Linked DNA regions of Zea mays: region 1 is linked to region 2. A link is a contact called in public Hi-C data. All regions are on one chromosome and are shown on one strand. Each heading gives the region's core, a stretch centred on a gene start, on an enhancer-like site or on the middle of the called end of the contact. The rest is flanking DNA. Distances are from core to core; before and after follow the strand shown.

The links. A called contact is a pair of places that touch in the nucleus more often than the background predicts.
Region 1: a contact with region 2 is called in a Hi-C map of ear, with 3 times the contacts expected there. The contact joins the promoter of LOC100283582 here to the enhancer-like site in region 2. A contact is called at or near these places in 3 of 25 Hi-C or Micro-C datasets (ear, endosperm and tassel).

What each region holds. Positions count from the first base shown.
Region 1 is chr9:81,961,013-81,966,213 of Zm-B73-REFERENCE-NAM-5.0, forward strand. LOC100283582 reads left to right here and starts at 2,199. Exons shown (of 2, transcript NM_001369294.1): 1 at 2,199-2,488. The coding sequence starts at 2,265.
Region 2 is chr9:81,743,296-81,748,021 of Zm-B73-REFERENCE-NAM-5.0, forward strand. No RefSeq gene overlaps it. Among protein-coding and RNA genes, the nearest start is that of LOC100216929, 85 kb to the left of the region's middle. Within about 2 kb of position 1,711, at least 19 of the 20 cell types and tissues checked have an H3K27ac peak or open chromatin away from gene starts, as enhancers often do. A contact at or near this core is called in ear and tassel, where this site is marked.

The sequences.
Region 1 (5,201 bases), core at 949-3,448, 220 kb after region 2:
AGAGGGGGTGTGTTGCATCATGTATCTTGTCATCCTGCCCCTGCATCTGCCTGAAAGCTTTTGCAAAGATGATATCTGCTGCACTGCTTGTGTCTACAAGGACATTGTGAACCAGAAACCCCTTGATGACACAAGATATAACCAATGCATCATTGTGAGGATAATCCTTGAGCTGAAGGTCCTCCTGGGAGAAGGTGATTGGTATATGAGACCACTTGGACTTGATGAAGGGTCCTTGGATTCCAACATGGTGTACCCTTCTCTGTGCTTCCTTCTTCTACTTCTTGTTGGCTGGTTCAGAACTTGAGCCGCATGTGATCGGGAGCACCAGCTTCGTGGCCAAAGGTGCCACAGCTTGGTTGCCTTGCGAAGCCATTTGTCGCAGTCGTGGGAGTGAGTTCACCGGAGTTGGGCGCCAATGTTGGTCACTTGTTCTCAAATGTTGTAGATCAAGAACAAGGCAACACAATTGTTAATTATTATGGACCTTCGTCTTCCGAAACATTATTTCCATATGAGTATAATGCTCATCTGACGAAGGTCAAGAAGGACATACCTTCATTATTTAATATGTAAATGTGAATGCAAAAGGATGAAGACAGTAACTGCATATCATTAATTCATACATATTTGCATTTCATAAAACATGTATGAATATTAATAGTATTAATATTACATTGATACCTTCAGCTTGCTCGAAGGTGAAGACGCGAGAGAGTGATTACCATCTAGCGTGAACAGTACGGTATTACTGTTCACCTATTTATAGGCACGAGACGCTGCCCGGTAAAATTACATTCATGACCCTTAACATTTATCTACAGACATCCTAAAATACTAAGGTCTATCTGGTCTTTTCTTCTTCTGCTTGACTTGAACCGAAGCTGATGGTAGCTTTGGCATTTGGCAATATTGCTTCTACGCAAGGACTTCGTCTTAAGAACCTTCAATAGATGAAAAGAGGACCTCTGTATCACTTTGCCGAAGATGTTGCCTTGAGGACCTTCGGCGGAGAAGAAGATCCCCAACATTATACAAACGCTAAAGAGTTATAGAACGTTATAGAAGCCGAATATGACAACACAAATGTTGGAGCGACTGTACATCATGGAGCAGTATCATGACTACAAGATGACTGATTGAAAATCTGTAGTCGAGCAGTTTCATGAGATACAATGCATGACAAACGAGCTTGATCAGCTAAAGATCAACCTATTCGATAAGTTTGTGGCATTATTGCTAAATTGCCTCATTCATGGAGGGATTTCGCCACAACTCTCAAACACAAGAGTGGGGGCAACAGAGACGGAGACAACGGTGGGGCGGGCATGGCATGAGCCTCCCCTACCATTGTGGAGTCCATAGAGCCCCACTAAAGTCTTTATTAAAGTTTTAAATGTACACAATGTATATAGAAGGAGCTCATATACTATATCAGTTTAGTTTAGTCACTTTTAGAGCTGATTTAATGGACAAAGAAAGAAATAACAGGGCGTTTGGATCCATTCATTTTGGAGAAATTGGAATTTACTTAATAAAGTAACCTACTTAGCTTGGAATTTGACATTCCACCACTTTCTAAAGTTCGTATATAAGCCTATATCAAATTCATGAGGTAGAGGATGAGAAATGATTTTATGTACAGTAGAATTTGTTTCTACTCTGCAACTTATATGACGCTCTTTGATTCACATTTCTATAGTAAAAATGTATTACATAAATATATCTGGCATCTTGCTAATAATAGTATATAAATATATTTTGTATAAAATCAAATTAGCTTAATTGATATATGCCTAAATTATTATTATTAAAATAGAATGCAATTCTAAGGATTCAAACGAGATGTAAAGAAAATCTATGGGAAAGAATCCTCTTACTATTTAAATAGCAGGGGATTGGATATCTTTCATTTTCCTGTTCACTAAACCCGTCTGCAGCTGAGAGCTACCTGATTTTTTTCCAGCTAGAGCAAGAACGCGTTTTCCATTTTTTTAAGCCGTCGCGTCGGCTCGGTTACTGCTATCATTGCCACAGTGCCGCGGCCCACGCGGTGAAAACGGAAACCAAACTAACCAAAATCCCCCACCCGCCGCGCTTGCTGTCGTTCCCGTGCGGCCGTGTCCCCCTTCCTTTCCTGTTTTCCCCTCCTCTTCCTTCCCCCCCCCCCCCCCCCCCCCCCCCCCCCCCCCCCCACTGCTCTCTCTCGCCCCAAAACCAGATCGCCACGACAAGGGCAGAGGGCCCCGGAGGGGCGCGTAGCAATGGCGGCAGGCTACCGGGCCGAGGACGATTACGATTACCTCTTCAAGGTGGTCCTGATCGGCGACTCCGGCGTCGGCAAGTCCAACTTGCTCTCACGCTTCACGCGCAACGAGTTCAGCCTCGAGTCCAAGTCCACCATCGGCGTCGAGTTCGCCACCCGCTCTCTCCAGGTCGACGGCAAGGTCGTCAAGGCCCAGATTTGGGACACCGCCGGCCAGGAACGGTACGTTTCGTTTCAGCTCGCTCCAGCTCGTCTCGCCTCTCTTCTCTCCCCGCCGCTGCCGCGGCAGCTGGTAGTAGATCTGATTTGCGTCTCGGTTCGGCTGCTGCTAGCGTGCGTATCCTCGTTGTCACCGTTAAGATTGGGCTCTCGCTTTGGATCTCGCTGCCGAATTGCGTTGCGTGCTGCTGTTGATTACCATTTGTAGGGTTTGGTGCATTTTCATTTCAGGATCCGATACTGGAACACGCGAATCAGCATGCAGGCATCCTATTGTTGACTAGAGTTGTAGGATGACGATGATAGGATATTCTTCTATTGCACAAACGTTTTTTTATACTGCCTGGAGCTTGGTTTCGAGTACGCAGCAGTGCAGCAGGTGGCGTGGACTGAATAAGACTTTCTGAAGGTTAGTAGGTTTCTTTGTTTTGACTCACGTTGATCATTTAGCCTGGGAGGAGCAGATCGGCCATTTTTCCTTTCTCTTGTTTGCATGCAGACTTCCTGCCCAGTTCAGTTAATTTAGTAGTCAAAACCGTAAAATGCACACAATGCAATATATAGCTATATTTTGTACACTTATTGTTTTCTAAAATTTAATCGTCTTGGACCCTGCTATAAATAGGTATTTATGTCAAAAACAGGTTTATCGAACATGGTCACCTCAAATTAGAACTGATGCTTATGAAATTGATTTTTGCACTCTTACACTTAGCCCATAAGTTTGGCTATTCGTCTTGTTCTACTGCACTGAATTTCTGAGGAGTGAAGAGTCTTCACTCCATTTTTCTTTTCTTCATTCCACCATTTTGTAAACTTCTTGTTAGCTTGTTCTGCCAGTTATTTAGATGGACATGTCTATGATTGGGACCAATCATTGTGATTGGGATTTTTTGTCATTTGTTTACATACTTGCAGTGATTCTTTGTTTTATATGCTGATCATGTATCCATGTCATCTATATTACTGTCTCAATTGTTTACAAAAAATGATGCTTCAAGATGTGATGCACCAGCACCTTGTATTATCGATAAATTTTCTTCTTCAAGAGTGTTAAGGAAATGACCTGCCACAATTTGTATTAACTAGTGCTTGTTAGTGACATAATTATTTAAGACAAAACTCCAATAGAAAAGGCTGCCAAAATAACACCTAATCTTTGAAGAATGGCTGAATTGATTAAGGCAAAACAAAGATATACTAATTGCTTAAACTAATGGACTTTACAATAATGTCTGAGCACCTTTCTAGGTTTTTGTTGTATTTATGTGCCATGGAACTAGATTTTTCAAGCTTGGGTGTGATGGGGATTCTAAGGGGCAGGTGGGTTCTGTGTAAGAAGTCTAGACAACTTTGTAGAGCAATTTTGGTGGCATTTTGTTAATGCAACAAAAACTAATTAGCACAAATGAGGAGTCCATGCAAAGTACATCGAAGTGATTTGACACTTGTGATCATGGAAGAACTAGGGCTAGAAATCAAGCCAACACAAGTGGAGGCTTGTTTTGCTGACAAATGCTAGCTCATTCGAGCTAACGAGCTAGCTCGTTAACAAATCGAGCTGAGATGCTAGCTCAACTAGTGACAAAATTGAAATGAGCCGAGCCGACCACGAGCCGAGCGAGCTGACGAGCCACGAGTATTTTGTCCAGCCCTAGACGCCTGTGGTTAACATTGTGCACTGCTGCATGTGACTTGTTCATATTGAAGCACTAGAGTCTTGGGTTGGTTCCAGCCCTTCTGGGTTATCTATCGGCACATCAGCTATCGACCAATCTATACCGACCATTGTTCGCCCTTATCTACCACTCTATGGCAACATCCTTTACCATCAATCTACATCCACCTCATCGCCACATCAACTTTTCTTCTATAGTTTTTTAGTTGAAATGAAACATTGTGATTTACTCTAGTTCAAATACATTTGTTTACATAATTAAGTAAATGAAATAACATAATTTGAGACAACAATTTAAAATTACATGGCTCAAGCATAATAATAATAGATACATGAAACTACATAACTTAAACATTAAAACAAAAAATCATAAATACAATCTAATTATAGATTAAATTTCAAGTTTTTTTCAATTCAAATGGTTAAAAAATAGCTAGCTGACTTGACGCAGGCATATATCAATCAGAACACACCATGTTACTAAAGGCGGACGTTACCGAGTACCGACCGGTTCGGTCCCAACACAGGTACCAACTTGTTAAGGTGGATGGCAGCACCACCGACCAGACGGTCCAACCGACCCGCACTGGAACCGTGGTGGTCGGTAGCGTCCGTGTGTCAGGGGTTGGTAGTGCCCTGGGCTGGAACCCGCCTTAGCACGAATTGTACAGGATCTGACAGGTGCACATAGAAAGTCTGCAGCTTTGCATGTAGCAATGAAAACAAGGGTCTATTCAAACAACAATGGCTAATCGTAGTCAAGAATTGTATTACTACCTCCGTTCTCGAATATTTGTCGCCGGCTAGTTCATTTTTGAACTAAAACGCGACAAATAAAAAAGAACGGAGGGAATATTTAACAGTGGTTGGTACTTCCTGATTAGTGATTTTATATGAGACTAGGGCTTATTGACTATAATAACCTGCATGTAGTTGTCTGCTGTCTTAACTCTTATGCTGTTCCTTCCACCAATATCCCACTACAACACAAGCAATTTGATGCAATGAATTCCATTTAACAACATGATGACCTAGTGG
Region 2 (4,726 bases), core at 461-2,960:
GGGCTTTGGCGACTCCTGTGACTGTTGTTTGCCTGCAGCGCAGTGGTTGCTTCATTCTTTGCCTTGGAAACCACCACTTCACGGTGGTCTACTTTGGCTATGCCTAGTAGCCACCAAAGCAGCCGGAACGGTGGTAAACTTGTGCTGCTGTCTGTGGTAACTTTTTTGAACGCTGGGGCAAGTGCCATCGTTTCCCTTTTGCGAGTGCGCTAGAAAGAAGAACAGGCAGAGGAACTCGCCTTCTGATTCTCAGTTCGCATCTCGCAACCACGGAGCAAAAAATGAAGAAGAGCGCACACCAGATCTGTGCTGTGTGCGCTCTGTTCTGAATCTGAGTGTATGAGATTTGCTTGATGGGGAGAGTAGCGCCGTTTTAAACAGTCTGCACTCGTAGGGAGCACGCTATCCAACGACCTGATATAAGAATCGATCGAGCTGGACAGATAGTGCCTGTTTAATAGAATAGCGTGGCCAGAATTTAACCTGGCTAGGTCTTCTAGCAAGCCTGGCTGAATTGTTGATTGGTTGAGCTCGCCAGACCACGTTTTACGGAGATCCGGTTTTGTCGAACTGTGTCACGTCTTTTTTTTAAAGAAAGGGAGTGTCTACTGTTTGAAGAAAAAGTGATTACCATTGCAATTATACCAAATATTAGTACAGTTTTTCATCGATTTTGTTGGGACGAAAGCCAAACTAGACCTCGATCACCCCCGAGAACCACGCGTCTAACTCTATCTGCGAATGCAGGAGTCATGCACCACTCATGTAGGAGCGAAGATTGCGTCGTTCGCGGATGGTGGCGAGTGGAAGATGATGACTCCAGGATCGTAGGGGCTTCGTCTGGACGGTGTGGAGTACAAAGGCTCCCCTCGCTGAGACATGAAGACCGGGGTTTAACGCCTTCAAAGGCGTCAAGGTCCCCGAGGGCTACTATCAACGACTTCACCTAGAACAAGCTGTAGTCTCGGCAACAAAGACATCAAAAGACATGAAGGATTCTAGCTTCCTGCATCACGACTCTGAGAGGCAGCTGTGAAGGCACCATGGGTCCATGGGGAAGGCCTAGAACGAGGCTCCCTAGGACCCAATTGTAAAGCCCAAAATTTGGTAGAAGAAATCTGAGCAAAGTACCCTTAATAAATAATTAGACTTTATAACTCACCCTTTTAAAGGTAAATGCTCATAATAAGATAATGATAGTTAAAATAAATCATAATAAAGATTAGTTCTTAAAATAAAAACCTCCAAAGGGTGCAATGTATATTAAAGAACATTTATTTGAATAAATAAAACAATAAATAAATAGTTAAATAAAGTTGCATCATGCTAGATATCTTGATGGTAAATTTTGACCCTAAGTTGAAATTAACTCACAAGTGTATCACACATCCAAAAAAATACTATAAGAAATGTTATATGATTCAATTTTGCAACATTTGACTAAATATATTAATAAGGGAATATATTTAAAATAATTGCATCCATGCTATCATTTTTTGATTGAACATTTGATCACGAGATTAAAATTCACAACAAATTTGAATTAGAAATTGGAAATGAATTAAAAGGGAAAGAAAAGAAAAAAATAAAAAAAAACAGAAAAGGAAACTGGCTAATTGGCTGGATGTGACCATTTTGGCCCACTCGCCCGCGCTGCTCTCACCGTCTCACTGGCTCGCGGGACCCACTTGCCGGAACTGTGCTCATGCCGCGCGCGCATAGGAACCGTTACCCTTTCACCGACAGGTGGGCCCATCTGCTCAGCTTCATCAACAAGCTCGCTGAAGAAGCGCGGTCTGGTGCGATCTCGCCAGGATCCGTTGACCAGCTTCGGGACGAGCTCGACCCTTGGGGTATAAGAAAAATGCTCCCACCAGACGTACCTCACCTCCATCATCCGAGCCAAAAGTCCCTACATCACCAAAACCGAGGAACGCGCTTGGCGCTATCGCCACATCCGGGGAGGATAACCTCCGCCGTTGGGGGAATCCCGGACCACCAGAGTCAGGCACACGATTTTGGATCCGAGGCCTTCGCCGGGGCGCGCTTGGGGTTGCTGGGGACCTCATCGGGCGCAGGCGGTGGTGTTGGCCCTCTGGATTGCTCGTCGGCGACAAGAGATCCCGCGGGGGCACGTTTCTCCGCCTTGCGCCATGAACCGCGCGTCCGTCACCATAATCCGAGGTATGATTGTCGCCTATGCATTCGCCTGGGTCGCCTCTAGGGGTAGGACCATTTCGGGTCAAGTAATTGTCAGGGGGAGTGCGGATTAACTGGGCGCCGGTGAACGTCCGCCGTGGTGCGGGGCGGCGCCGCCGCGTGCGGCAGTGAGATGGGAGAGAAAGCGGTGGGCTGTCGATTTTCTGGTGGATGGCTGCGATTTGAAGCCGTGTGAGCCGTGGGATGTGGGGTGTGCGACGGTGATCAGATCCCTGGCATACCCGTTGGGAGGATTGATCTGAGCCATTGACTGAGATCAAACGGATATTAGATCTGGATCCATTAAAATCTGACAGTTGAGTTTTGATCCGATGGACATTAGGTCGTAGCGGTTCGTTATGAAGTGGATCTAATCTGGGCCGCAATGTTAGATCTGATGGCTGTGACGCAACGATACCCCTTCGGCTACGTAGTTTTACATAAGAACTCCTGATGAATTACAGAATAAACCCGCCGTCCATCTCGGTGGTAGCCTGAGTCTGCTGAAGTTTTATAGTATAGCCCCTATACTTCTCTGATTTTGGTGCGCAGTCCAGATAAATTATAAAACAGAGAAATACATCTAGAAAAAGATTTATAATACAAAATTAATTCCAATAACTTGTTTAATCCCTAGAAAATTCATATTAAGTTCAAATTGACCCATTTCAGTTTCTATAATTTTATAAAATTATTGTTTATCTATTAGTGCCACTGTTTTGACATGAAAGTTACATTAAAATTAATATCCTATTTAATCTTATATCAAACACATAAAATCCTTAGAAATTCATAACTCATCCGTTTTAACTCCGATTTGATCCGTTCAAGTTGCGTTAGTCTCGTATAAATATTTACTATGCAATAACAACACTTATTATACCATGTCTCATTCTTTTATAATTAGGTCTTTATTTAACCTATGTTGGTTAGTCTTGTTAATCTACTTACCATTGTAATATACTAAAATATGATCTAAGATCAATTTATAATTTGGATTAAAGTGTAGATAGTTATTTAGAGAATAACCTCTCATATGATTTATATTAACCAATTTATGATATAGTTTAATATTTTAATCATATAAATCTTTTATAAAATCATAAATCCTTAACCGTAACTCTGATTTTAGTGGTTCTCGTTCCCACGATCTCGTAGCAACGTGTAGATCATTATTATGTAGTATGTTCTTATGTTTGGTGTGATGTTAATTTTTTTCTATACCATGTCTGTTTGTATTGCTACAACTAGCAGTGCGGTCACGAGGATCTGAAGAATCACCCTGGTAACTGGAATCTCAAGTGCCAGGCAAGTTGTGTCCTTGATCCACTTTTGTTACCCAATAATATTCTTTATTATCATTATTCAATGCATAGGTTTAATTTTGATGGGACCCAATAGGTCACCCTAGTCTGTTTATCCTGTTTACCTTGTTTATCCCTGATTCACCTGGGTAGTTATGCTATTGCATTATATGGTTTTGGGTTAATATTTCATTATATCCATGTTCTAATTATGTTGTTATTTTTATGTTCATGTCAATATCATTATCTTTAATTGGAACATGGAGCTTAACTTGAGAAACACGTGCCACCACAAGGGTAGAATGAGACGCCCTTGGCTGACTAATTAGGAAAGCTAGTGGAAGACTACTGTCGGTACCCTAAATCAGGGGTACCCTCTTCTACAGCATGAAGACGCCGCACCCATGCGATGTTCCCTAGCCACGCAGGGAACGATGCCTGACCTCACCGCATGGGCAGACCAAAGGGCGCCACGTGGCAAAGAGAGACAACACATCTCAGTAAGTCCGGGCTCCCACAGAGGGACACCGGACCCCTATACATATAAGTCCGGAACCCCCGGGAGGTCCGAAACCTAGCAGGGTCCCAGAACGAGGAGAACCCTGGTATGAGCAAGGGTCCGATGCTGACACATGTCTGGGCCTTGCCCTTCACGTCCTGCTCAGGCGGAGACCCGCTACTTGTGGCCCATGACATAAGTTATCGGGCCGAACCTGACGTGAGGTCGTGCAGCCCCTGCATTTATTGAAGAAAGGACGTGCCGCCTGCCACCGCACTGAGGGGCGACGTGCCCTCTCAGCATTTAATGTGTCCCATCCCATCCGCTGGCAGGCGGTGTCAAGGTCATCCAGCAGGCGGCGCGCCTGCTAGGTTTGCTGGTGAACAGTACGACCATGCCAGGCAGCACACTGTACTCAACATCCCTCCTACAAGAAACTTCCTCTGTACGCCAAGGATACGCAGATCTCGGGCGTCAGGGACGAGAAGATTGTCTCGACAACAGGCATTAGTAGCTCCAAGTGCTATATTCTTTATGTTTGTGGGCCCACATGTCGGGGCCCAGTCCCTTTGTGCATGCCCCCTTCAGCTATAAAGGGGGAGGCATGCGACGTTACACACACACACAATCTTAGACTTGCTTGCTCATACAAGCTCTCAAGCAATACAACTCATAGCGGAGTAGGGTATTACGCTCCGGCGGCCCGAACCACTCTAAACCCTTG